2 separate regions of the Hordeum vulgare genome follow, and region 2 is linked to region 1. The links are chromatin contacts, called in public Hi-C maps. All regions are on one chromosome and are shown on one strand. The core of a region is the stretch at or near the end of the contact, and the rest is flanking DNA. Distances in the headings are between cores, read along the strand shown.

Region 1 (6,256 bases), core at 2,390-4,889:
ACCTAAGAAGATATCCCTTCATTTTGTATTGTAAGGACCAAGATTTTCATAATGATAAGACGTGCATGTTACTTTATTGATGTTTAAGTCGTTTCCCACATTTATCAAACTTTCCTTCTCCTTTATTACAAGGATCAATTCACTAGCTATTCCCACTGCAAATTCCAATGCATTTTATAATTAAAAATGGAGAGCGTAAGTATAATAACACATGGCTCAGATCTGTGGTCGTGAATGGTACTTTTGAGTGTCAAAGTTAATGATAGCATTGGAACTTAATGACAGCATTAGATCTTATTTTGGATGTTATGTTGGTCATGAATGCCCTTTCATTTTAACATTCCTGCTAATTACCTGCATAAAATGGTACAACTGCCACAGGAAAATGGTTTATTTGTTAGCTTTGTACCACATCTGATGGATCATGGCATAGCAATATTGCAGCATGCTGATGATACCATCTTATTCATACAAGATGAGCTGGAAGGTGCCAGGAATCTGAAGCTGCTGCTTTACATGTTTGAACGAAATTAAGGTCTGAAAATGAATTTGCAGGAAAGCGATGACAAGGGGCAGATGTATGCTGATAGGGAGAGCGGCCTATTAAGTATTTGGGGTAGCAGTGTGTAGTAGCCGGTTACATGTGGCTGACTGGGTGTCATTGGACGTTGGAGGAAAAACAGACTGATGGATGGAAAGGAGGAACACTATCGCTGGCACAGGAAAATTGTGTTTTCGATAAAATTTGACCAAAAATGGGCTGACACTGTATTCAAGACATTTCAAAAATCTGCTAGGGCAAACTGTGTGAAACTTTCCAAGAATGATCACTATATTAGCGTTAATTTTACAGAATTTTTCAAAATTTCCTGGACAGTTCCATTCTTTTGACAAAAATTTGACTAAAAAGACCTGAAAATTTCAGGGTATTTTTAAATATGTTATGCCAAATTGTGTGAAACTTTCCCAGAATGATCACTATATTGGTGTTGATTTTAAAGATTTCTTTGGACACTTCCATTTTTTGACACAATTTGATCAAAAATGGGTTAAGTGACTACACTGACGTGGCTCTGGCTGGCCAGTCAACGGGTCAAAACTAGGTCTACTTAGTGAAAAGCAGTTTTAGGGGAGAGAAGGGTTGATTCCTAGCCGGTTTTGATAGTTCAGGGTTGATTCTTAGACGATTTCAGAGTTCAAGGTTGAATCTTAGACAAATTGAAGAGTTCAAGGTTATCGTATGAGCTGCCAAAGACAACTATTGGTGGTATGAACAAAACAATCAGGAAGTTTTTCTGGCAAGGTGGCTACACCAAAAGGAAATACCATATGGTAAGGTGGCTTATAATATGTAGACCCACGAAGAAAGGTGACCTGGGCATTCATGACTTGAAAAATTCAATATCAACCTGTTGCGTAAGGTGGCCAGGGCATTCATGACTTGGCAGGTCTTCAAAACGCCAATGATCGAGCAGCACTAGAGATGTCGACGGTGGTGCTAGAGATGTCGGAAGTATGATGATCGTACGCATGAAGCTGGAGGTCAAACCTTGCATATTACTCATCCTGGACCTGCTGAAGAAGATGACCGAGACTCTTTTGATGGATGCTCACCCTTGCTGTTCGTGATACTGGGACATGATCCACGAGAGCAGATCTTACCTCCATCCTCCACTCCTCAAGTCCTGGCTAGCTAGATATTTGTTTCTTACTCGTACAAATTTAGGGTTAGATATTTATTTGTGATTTGTCACGTGTGAATTCAGTGTGACAGTTGGTAAGATTTTATTGGGTTGATCTACTTTTGTGACTTTGTATCTTTGCATGATAAATTGCTTACTATTACTTCAAATTTCAGCAGTCATGTCAGCTATGAAGTATGCATCCCGTCGTGAGGAAGGAAAAAGAGAAAATGAGTACATTAGTTGACAGAATAACAAGAACGATCCATGGACCATGGATAATTGTTGACATCAACACGGATGGTAACAATGTGAGTGATCATGAGCACATATTTAATTCATTACAGAATATGCTATTCTTGATGAGGTACCAATTTTCAGGGTATAATATGTGGTATAAATTATTTGATAAGAATATTTCTTGTGCATGCACTCTACATGTTAATTGGCAAAAAATCATACATGCATATATCGGTTAATATGATGTTTTATATGATTGGGCCTCGGATTCTAGTTTCGCCCCGGGCCCCCAAAATCTCAGGACCGGACCTGTTTTTGGTTTCCAAATTATTGAAATCACCATGCAGTAGATTGGAGAATTTCTGCCACCCTGCTCAAGCAATATACACAGAAAAGCTTTCATTTACCTGTTAGACTCTGTAAGGATTGTTCAAGCTCCCAGCAGCCCATCACCGCTTCCATTGCGTGAACACGTACATGCTGCTGGAGCTGTTCTTTAAATGAACAGAGAAGCAATACATAATGTGTCTGCAAGCCAGTGAAGGACAATTAGAATCCACAAGCAGGATTATACCCAGAGAAAAACATTATGCTAGATGTAAGCAACATATTCATTTCTTAGAAGATATACGAGTATCTGAAAAGAAGAGGAAATTCTAGTAATGCGCAACATAAAAGCATTGTAGATGATCAGTAGCCGTAAGGGCACTACTAAAGAAGATCGAAGTAAAGACAGAAATGGGCAATTCATATAGACGAGCACGTATGCTAGTATAGTACTCCCTCCATCCCAAAATAAGTGTCTTAAGCTTAGTACAACTTTGTACTAGAGCTAGTACGAAACTGAGACAGTTATTTTGGGACAGAGGGAGTATGGCATTTCAGGTCTGCCAAATAAGTTGTTAGTACGCTGTAAACCACAAAAAGGTCCACCACCCATGGCGTATCTACACTGCTTCAACAGGTATGGTGCCACTATATCGATGAACCCTAGTCGTACCTGCTTTGGCTTCATTTCTACTTCATACGAAACAAATCAATAAGGAAATTGCAGCAGTGTTGTTATAATAACCAGCAGCCTCTAGTCAGATCGACCCTCCCACGTTCGCCACACGGTGCACATCACAAACCCATCACCAGCCCTACTCAAAACCTATGCAAATTTTATCCCAATTCCGAATTCCAATTGTTCACACGAAGCATATACACACACCCTAACAAGGCAGGCACGGCACCAGGTGGCATGGTAACGCAGGAAAAAAATAAAGGGCAGGGGCGCGAAAGCCATAGATACCATGAAGAGGTCGAGCTCCTCGCCTCCGGAGGGCCCGCCCGCGGCGGCGGCGGCGGCGGCGAGCGGGGGCGGGCGGGCCGCGATCTGCGCGTCGATGCGGGGGAGCTGGTCGACGGGGGTGGCGACGCGGAGGCAGGCGACGTGGGCCTCCAGGAGCCGCTCGTACAGCGGGTGGGCCGCGACGGCCGCCTTCTCCCTCTCCCCGCCGCCGCCGCCGGGGGAGAAGCTAGGGTTTGGCGACGAGGCGGCGGCCGCGGCAGCCGCCGCCGCGTCCATCGCGAGCCCGTGGTCCGGGTAGTGGAACGACATCGAGCCCTCCGTCGCCGCGTCGTCGGGTGGCGAGGTGGAGGGAGGCAGGCGGAGGCGGGGCGCTCAGGGGGGAGAGGAGGCGCAACGACCTCGGCGGTTGTGGGTTTTGGTTGGTGGGGGTGGGAGGGACGGGCGGAGTGGATGACTGATGGCAGGGTGGGTTGGCGTCCTTGTCGCAGCTGACGACTGTCCGCGAGCGGGCGAGACGACGAGCTCGTCAAAGTATGTGAGGTGTGGACTGCAGAGACGTGCACCCTACGGCGTCGATACCGACGAGGAGATACAGCTGCTGGCCGCCGTCGAGACCAAATTACAGTTAAAAATCCATGGAGAAGAACACATTTAAAATTTAGCATGAACGGTGACATGCCATACTATTGGTCACTCTTCATTGCATGATTTCTTTTCCTTCGTACCTCATGAATGAATGTGAGTTTGAATTTGAAATTATATGTTGTGGATTGACAATATTTGCATTGATCCTATATAGGGGTGGATTAACGAGCTACTCGGCTTGTTAAGCTCGTGCTCGTGAAGGCTCGACTTGTTAAGCTCATTAAGATTAACGAGCTGAAAACCCTGCTCGGCTCGGTTCGTTTGAAACTCGTTAAGCTCGTGAGTACTCGCGAGCGCTTGTTAACAGATTTTAATGTGTGACGGTGTATATGATAAGTGTGTAGGTGTGGTTTTTAAAAAGAAAAAATGGTGCCTATAAAAAAATTCATTAGTTTGTAACTTTGTATATAGATTAGATTGAGTAGATGGGATGAGGTGCTACGTAAATTTTGTCATGTACGATGAAAATATGTTGTATTGTTATTAATGAGCTTAACGAGCCACTCGTGAAACACGTTAGCTTGTTCGTTAAGCTCGTTAATCTTAACGAGCTGAAATTGATGATTGGCTCTCTTCATTAAGAAGCGAGCCACGAGCTTAACGAGCCGAACTATCGAGCGCTCATTAGGCTCGCGAGCTACGAGCTTTTGGTCCAGCCCTAATCGTATGCCTTGGAGCATCTTCAATAGTCGCGGTATCGCCGCACGCGCAAAAACGATTTTGCAGCGTCGAAATTAGAAATTTTAGCGCGACGGAGTGTGCTGGCTCGAGCAGCGGCGACAAATATTGCGCCCGTGAGCCGCGTCCGTCGCACGACGTGCAAGTTTCTTCTTCGGCGGCCTAGTGGAGCCATCATCCGCCTTCTTCTTCTTTCCGGACACCTTCTTGACGGCCTTCTTCACCGCCGGTGCATTTGGAATCTTCAAGGGGGGCGCGTGTCACGGCGGGCGCCGGCGCGCCACCACCCGCCGAGGTCGTCGTGGTGTCATGAAAAGGTTAAGCGCGAGACCGGTGCTCGGAGGAGCTCCGGCGGAGACGAGCCCAAAGCTCGTCGGGCTAGGGTTTGCGCCGGCGCTTGTGGCGGCAGTGGAGGGATCGCGGGCATAGGAGGGGGTGAGGGGGATGTCTATGTGGTTGTCCATCGGGCGGTTTCGACGACGGCGGCGCGAGCGGGGCGAAGGCGCGGCGGCGCGGGTGATACGTCCCAAACGTATCTATAACTTTTACTTGTTCCATGATCATTTGGGTGACAATGTTATATGTTTTGCTACACTTTTATATCATTTTACACATATTTGGACTAACCTACTAACTCATTGCACCCGGTGACAGTTTCTGTGTGCTGATGTCTATTTTGCACGGGCTTTTACCCAATTTTTGGAAGCCCGAAAAAATCCAGAAAAATATATAAAAAATCAGCGAAACAAAAGCTTCGGGGTCACCGAAGGAGGGCCAGAGGGGGGCCAGGGGCCTCCGATGCGGCCTGCTGGCGCGGCCAGGCCCTAGGCCGCGACAGGAGGTCGTTTGGGTGGGTCCCACCTCCTCTAGTGCCCTCCTTTGGTCTATATTTAGAGATCCGTGAGGAAACCCTCGCAGACTTTCTGGAATCGCGAATTTCTCCATCGTTCCGCCTCCTCAGCGCTTCCAAGATTGGGAGCGTCACGAGACCTCTTCCCGGCACCCTGTTGGAGGGAGGATTGACCCCCGGAGCTTCTCCACCACCATGGACGCTTCCCGGACGTGTCGTGAGTAGTCCTCCTTGGACCATGAGTCCATGACCAGTAGCTATTGTTGGGGAACGTTGCATGGGAAACAAAAAAATTCCTACGCACACGAAGACCTATCATGGTGATGTCCATCTACGATAGGAGATTTGGATCTACGTACCCTTGTAGATTGCACAGCGGGAAGCGTTTAAGAAACGTGGTTGATGTAGTGGAACGTCTTCACGTCCCTCGATCAGCCCCACGAACCGTCCCACGAATTGTCCCACGATCCATTCCGATCTAGTGCCGAACGGACGGCACCTCCGCGTTCAGCACACGTACAGCTCGACGATGATCTCGGCCTTCTTGATCCAGCAAGCAAGACGGAGAAGTAGATGAGTTCTCCGGCAGCGTGACGGCACTCCAGTGGTGGTGACGATCTACTCCTGCAGGGCTCCGCCCGAGCTCCGTAAAAATACGATCTAGAGGAAGAACTATCTTGTCTATATCTGACTTGCACGTGGCAAAAGTTGTCTCAAATCAGCCCTAAATCACCACTATATATAGGAGGGAGGGGGAGGGGGCTTGCCTTGAGGGCCAAGCCCTCAAGGGTGCGCCGGCCAAAGGAGAGGACGAGTCCTACTCCAATCCTACTCCAATTTAGGATTGGAAAGTGGAGTCCTTCTCTT
Region 2 (6,718 bases), core at 1,340-3,839, 720 kb after region 1:
GGGTTTGAGGGTTTAGGGGTTCTAGTCTACCATTTTTTTCCGACGAAAACTGTAAAAAAAAGTTATTTTTATGGGTTTGAGGATTTGAGGGCTCTACTAGACTTGCTCTAAGGGTGTGTTTGGATTCGAGACAAAAGCCAAGCTAGCCTTGCTAGACAAGACTGGGCATTTGTTAACCCCAAAAATTCTTGCCTCGCTAGGCTAAAGAGCAGTTGGGGCTAGGAAAACTTTGCCAGGGCAGGAGAATGGAATCGGCTCTCCTTCAGCGGCAAGAACGAACAAAAATTACGGATCATGATGAAAGATTGCCGGTTACCACAACTCTCCGGCTTTAGCAAAAGAACCAAACGTCTGCCCTTGCTCACATGAGCTACGCTCAAATTCTATTGCCTGGCTAAGCAAGCTCGATGCAAGAACCAAACACACCCTAAGTTACTTATTGTTTTTAATTTATTGGTACTTGAGAAAGAGCAAGCTTTAGTCAGTTCGAGCATGTACAGCCGGACCCCTCAAATGACCGGTTCATACGTCCGCGGACGCGTCCGGTCAGTGATCGAATAGGAGAAGAAAAAAATTGATCCAACCGGACCCCTCATATGGTTTTTATATGTCTGGGTTGTACATAAACCCTCATAACCATCTTAAAGATAAGGATGATATGAGGGCTCGCGGACGCGTTCGGTCAGTCCGCCACATAGGAAGTGACTCCATTCCGGACCATCTTTTTCCTTTCTTTATTCATTTTTTTTTCTCTTTTTCTTTATCAATCACGTGCAAGTGATCGGACATATGAGGAAGAAAATAAAAAATATGCCTGCACAAATAAATAAATAGGAGACATGCTCGTTCACTGACCGGACGCGTCTGTGGGTGTTTGAGTGCCCAAATTTGTAAGTTATGGCTGAAAATGCTCTTAGTGTAGGCATTTGCGTGTGTGGCCAGCTTTCTTCGACGTCTTTGCATGGATCATAGTTGATGTCTCAAGAATAAAGCGGTGCAGGCAGTACCAAGGCGTGGCAGGAAACTTGAGTACTGGTGGGTTGACTGCACACTCGCACGCCTAGCAGATGGAACAACACCCTGTCCTCACAATGTTGATCATTAATGGAGGGTGGTTTCAGAAGAAGAAAAACGACGGAGACTCTACTCCTCACAAAATTATTATAAGTATTTTCTTTTTGCGAAAAACAAGTAAAGGTAGCAACTAATAATAAGTTTTTCTTTGAAAAAAAAAGCTAGCAACTTATAGGACGTATCTTTTTTTTTTTTGCAAAAACAGAAAAACAAGAAAAGGTAGCAACTTATAATAACTTTTTCTTTGCAAAAGGAACAAGAAAAAACTAGCAACTTATGGGAAGTATCTTTTACTTTGCAAAAACAAAAAAGAAAACAAGAAAATGGTAGCAACTTATAGGAAGTATCTTTTTTACAAGATAAACAAATTTATATTTTTCTGATAAACGGTCAAACTTTGATAATGTAAGAATGGACAATAAATTGATGACAATAAGACGGCTGTGGCAACAAAATCCTAAATAAACTCGCTAGCTGTCCCTATTCTCCCTTACTTCCTTCGTTCGGTAATAAGTGTATTTTTTCCTTTTTTGTCAGTCAAATTAGTTAAATTTTAACTAACTTTATTGAGAAAAGTGTTAGCATTTATGACATCAAATTAGTATCAATAGATTTGTCTTTACATGAAGTTTCCAAATATATCATTTTCATGCCATGTATGTTGCTACTATTTCCTATAAAGTTGGTCAAAATTTAAAAAGTTTGACTAAGTACAAATCTATATGTACACTTATTTGTGAACGGAGGGAGTATGTGTCTTGGCATTCACAGAAGTCTCCAATGAAGAAATTCCGTAAAGCCAAAACAACACAAACTCTTGCATGGTAGGTTAGCAAACAACTACTCCCTCCGTTCCTAAATATAAGTCTTTTAACCGATTTCACTATGTGTCTAGATACGGAGCAAAATGAATGAATCTACACTCTAAAGTATGTCTATATACATCCGTATGTAGTCCACTAGTGAAATCTTTACAAAGACTTATATTTAGGAACGGAGGGAGTACTTGCCTGCTTCATTGTTGGGTCAGGCAAAATAAGGCGAAGCGGATGGCAAGCCATCAAATATATAGCCGATGATAACCACATTACAAGAAGTTGTTCAATATGGGCCACGACAATTACAATTGGGCGAGGATAAAACTGCGAGATTTTTTTAGAGGAAAATGTCTTAAACCATCAAAACAATGTTAAGATGGGAAATTAAACTCCATGCACTACTCTAGCCTTATATCCAAGGCCCCCCCTCTTTTGAAGCCATAATGACCGTCGGAGACGAGAGGGAGGGCTGGACTGGCGGAAGGAGTCGCTTCGGGCTGTTAGGAGATGTGATTTTTTTAGAGAACGTTGACTGCGATAAAAAGGCCCTGTTGCACTCAAAAGGCCCACTAAAATTGCATAAGGTGTCACAGGCCTCAATTTCTAGGCCTCTATATACCAACTATGGGCCGTAAGTAATTGCCGCGGATCAAGCAAACATTCTTATCTGACTCCTGGCCTCCTGGGCCATTGCGCGAGACCCAATTACACAGACTCACCCGAACGGACTCGCCGCTTTTCTTTTCGTCGCCGGATACACAACCGAAGCCGCCGTGCTCCGCCGCCTCCTCTCGCTCCGCCTCCGCCTTCGCCGTCTGTTGCATCCCTGTCGGCCATGTCGGTGAGTGCCCTCCGCAAACGAACCCTCCGACCTCCCTGCTTCCCTCCTCCCCACGCAAAACCCTTGCCCCTTTACCCGCTTCCCCCGACTGATCCGCCCGCTGCATCTCTCCCCTTCCGCAGATCTTCGAGTACAACGGGAGCGCCGTGGTGGCGATGGTGGGGAAGAACTGCTTCGCGATCGCCAGCGACCGGCGCCTGGGCGTGCAGCTGCAGACCGTCGCCACCGACTTCCAGAGGGTGTTCAAGATCCACGGCAAGCTGTACATCGGCCTCTCCGGCCTCGCCAGCGACGCCCAGACGCTGTGGGTCCCCAGTCCTCGATCTGCGGTTTCTGGTTGCTTGGCTGATCGCCCCTGATTTGGTGGCTTTCGTCGGTTTAGGGTTTGGGCCTGATGTGTGTGTGTGTGTGTGCAGGTACCAGCGGCTGGTGTTTAAGCACAAATTGTACCAGCTTCGGGAGGAGAGGGACATGAAGCCTGAGACCTTCGCCAGCCTTGTCTCGGCCCTCCTCTACGAGAAAAGGTGAGAAGCTTCAAGTATTAGGATCCCGGTAACTTGACTTCGAGCATCGTGCAATTGCGATCCTGTTAAGGGTAGAAAACATGAACCAGTGCTGAACATGGGAAGTAAATTTAGACATGCTGAAATGCTTCGTGGCGACTGGTTTACTATGCGAAGTAGTGTTGGGGTGCCTTCCATCGGGTTAATCTCCACATAATTTGGGATAAAAGAATGATGATTAATGATACAGCTGGTGCTACAACAAATGTTACCCTCTGATACATAGGTTTATATTTTGCGTAGTTATGTTGAATGTAATTGTGCAATTCTTCTTCTTGTGGCAGTCTGATTCATAAATCATATTTTTATAAGCTGAAATGTGTAGGATGTTTGTGTAGATACAGTAACTGTATTTTTTCTTCTTCTTGTCCTTCTGTCTTATTACCACCCCTTATATTTGCTGAACTATGGGGACAGCTAACCGAGTTATTTCATGATATTTAGGTTTGGGCCATACTTCTGCCAACCAATTATTGCTGGGCTAGGTGAAAATGATCAGCCATTTATATGTACCATGGACTGCATTGGTGCCAAGTATGTATCATTTATCTTTCTGTGACCTTTTCTGTTACATGTGTTACAATGTTACCTCCTTCTCAAAAGTACAATTAATTTGAATACGGCCATGGGCTATGTTTTATTCACATACTTCCAAGTATCGTACCTATCTCCCATGGGCATGCTTATAACAGTGAATTATCAGCTTTGGCTCAGTCAGACTCCTTGGATGTATTTAATCTTGGGTTAAGATTGCTTATTGTCAATTGTCATCCAAGTATTGGCAATTCTAAGGCATGAGATTTATAAGGAGTGAATGTCGAACCACGAGGTACAGAAAACACCAAACAAGGGTCTAAAACGCATGAAAAATAATTAAGCAACTAAATATTGACCTATATAATGTTAGTACGTATATGCTTTGGAAAGGTTATCTTGTTTTAGTGTTGCCCAGGAGCCATACAAAGTTGTATTGTTAATGTAGACAGTATTGCTATGCTAATGTACCGTTCCCATCTGTACTTTCCTGGAATCACAGATCGCGGTGCTTCATGTCTCTTGATACATGCTGTTGATTCTTGTGAACCATATTGTCGCTTCCTGTGCAGCTATTATATCTGTAGGAGTTAATCTGATCACAAGTGTTTCTTTTTTTGCAGGGAACTGGCAAAAGATTTTGTGGTTTCTGGTACTGCTTCGGAATCACTATATGGTGCTTGTGAGTCCATGTACAAACCAGACATGGTTCGTTTCCTTACTCAAGAGATGTGTGCACACTAATTTCTTTTATGTAGTCCCTTATTATCTGGTTCCGTACTGTAAATATGACAATTCTTTTGATCATTTTTTTGGTATAAAGGAACCCGAAGAACTATTTGAGACAATCTCACAAGCATTGCTTTCTTCTGTTGACCGCGATTGCCTGAGTGGTTGGGGAGGTTATGTTCTTATTGTGTAAGTTCCACGCATCTCTTAATTCTTATACGTGTGTGACGATCATCCTGCTGACCGATTGACTGTTGATGCAATTTGTTCATTATTTGGGCACTTTGTGTGCAAAATTTCACCTATAATTTGGTATTTTGATTTCACATCAGATCTATCACGATTTTGCTACTTTGCACCATAATAGTAGTAGTTCTGCGAAGTACTGTACTACGATACCAGAGATCAGAGGAAGGTGGTTTCCCTCTCTCTATGCCTAGTCGATCCTGATATTCTGATACTTTTTTTTCCTGGTTGCAGAACACCCACTGAAGTTCAGGAGAGAGTGCTTAAGGGAAGGATGGACTGATTTCGCAACACCTGTAGTCCTAGATCACATAGGAGATTGTTCCTTTATTCTCGACCTACTAAAACCTGTGTGATCTGCTCTTTCTGTGCACTCGTGTTCAAACCTATAACTTGGATTTTAACATGCCACTGAAGTCTGAAATCTGAAATCAAAATCATGTGTGCCTGTGCACTTTGTTCCAGAATTACAGCCTCAAGTCTTAGCAGGCTTTTGTTTGGCCTGTTGACACTGGAGGCAACTATTGCATATGATATGTCTCTCAGTCTCTGTATGGTTCGGACTTGTTTGTTTGGTTCGTTAGATAAATTTGATCAGTTAGACTAGCCAAAGAACAGTGCTTGAGAGGAAATCATCGACTAGCACTCCCTCCTAGTAATTTATAAAACGCTCTTACATTAGTTTACAGAGGGAGTGGAATAAATTCGACTTTCATATAATATCTTAATAGAATTCCATGTAATGATCAATGCATTTTTTTGATTCTATGTTATCCGCATGTAATATGGCAACACCTTGTATAGGAATGAAACATGCCCAGACATCTTTCCCTTTTTTAGATCCCACCAACACCATTGAACACTACTAATATAGCGTTTCCATGTCCTAATCCCATGTACCCATCACTTATCTTATCTTCCTAATATAGTACGTAGAAAATGAGATCTCCCACACGAACGGCGATCTTGGGCTGCGTCAGCCGACCAGTGTTTTCCGCCGGCTGGCCGGAAGCAAAGCACGTAAAGAAACCAGCGCCTGCATGCATGTCAACTTAAGTGACTTTTGTAAGATGGCATGTAGCAGCACGTCGCAATCACCTGACATGTACAGCCATATGCGCTCATATCATACAATTGCTTGATCAATTCCTACAAGAATTTTTCACACGGCACGCATAACACTTCCGTTCCTCAGTTGGTATCTTGCTTGCTCATGGGAGGGCTGGAGAAGGGGGGAGGAGAAGGTCCCCGGGCTGCAGGGCTCGTGAGCGACGGCGGCGGCGATCGCCCACGTTTCTTCGTGGGCGGCGGCGGAGGGGAGGGGTCTCTCCGGCCGGTTGAGCTCGACCTCATCGGCACGGTCGGTGCAGAGTCACCTTTGCTGGCCGCACCGGCGGCCGAGCAGGAGCCGCGGCAGCTGTTCCGGTGCCACTACTGCCGGCGGGATTTCTACAGCTCGCAGGCGCTCGGTGGGCACCAGAACGCGCACAAACGTGAGCGCACGATCGCTAGGCGGCACGCCGGCGTGCCAGCGCCGCTCGGACAGCACGGCTACGCCTTCGCCGTCCATGGCGGGCTGAGCGAGCTTCCGAGGTGGTTGTACGCATTCAACGTCCAGACGACGGTGGTGGTGGCGTCCGGCGAGGGCGAAGGCTGGCGGCGGCGGAGCGACGGAAGTGTCGGCCACTGTGGTGATGGAGATCAAGAGCTGCCGAAGCTTGACCTGACGCTAAAGCTGTAATCGTAGTACTGCCCGTGGATCAAATACTTAGAGTATGTGTGTAAATAGTTTTGTTGCAAAAAAGATGCATGCGATGAGAATAAGCGACACATGGTAGATATAGTAATTTTAGAACATTTGAGAGGTCTTGTGAATACACTGACATTATTGCGCGGATAAAAACTACAAATAT

The links. Hi-C and Micro-C count contacts between places; a contact is called where the count stands out from the background.
Region 2: a Hi-C map of seedling shows a contact between it and region 1, with 5 times the contacts expected there. The contact joins the promoter of LOC123403355 here to the promoter of LOC123402147 in region 1. A contact is called at or near these places in 2 of 6 Hi-C or Micro-C datasets (leaf and seedling).

Annotation. Positions count from the first base shown.
Region 1 is chr6H:111,190,795-111,197,050 of MorexV3_pseudomolecules_assembly, forward strand. LOC123402147 (homeobox protein knotted-1-like 2) reads right to left here and starts at 3,640. Exons shown (of 6, transcript XM_045096027.1): 1 at 3,217-3,640; 2 at 2,330-2,450. The coding sequence starts at 3,525. LOC123402148 (a long non-coding RNA gene) reads right to left here and starts at 2,323. Exons shown (of 2, transcript XR_006611241.1): 1 at 1,615-2,323; 2 at 611-1,536.
Region 2 is chr6H:111,914,176-111,920,893 of MorexV3_pseudomolecules_assembly, forward strand. It overlaps LOC123403355 (proteasome subunit beta type-3), which reads left to right and starts at 2,590. Exons shown (of 7, transcript XM_045097296.1): 1 at 2,590-2,733; 2 at 2,856-3,037; 3 at 3,150-3,257; 4 at 3,741-3,830; 5 at 4,454-4,538; 6 at 4,654-4,748; 7 at 5,040-5,272. The coding sequence starts at 2,728. The coding sequence ends at 5,088. It overlaps LOC123403356, which reads left to right and starts at 5,367. Exons shown (of 1, transcript XM_045097297.1): 1 at 5,367-6,718. The coding sequence starts at 6,019. The coding sequence ends at 6,546.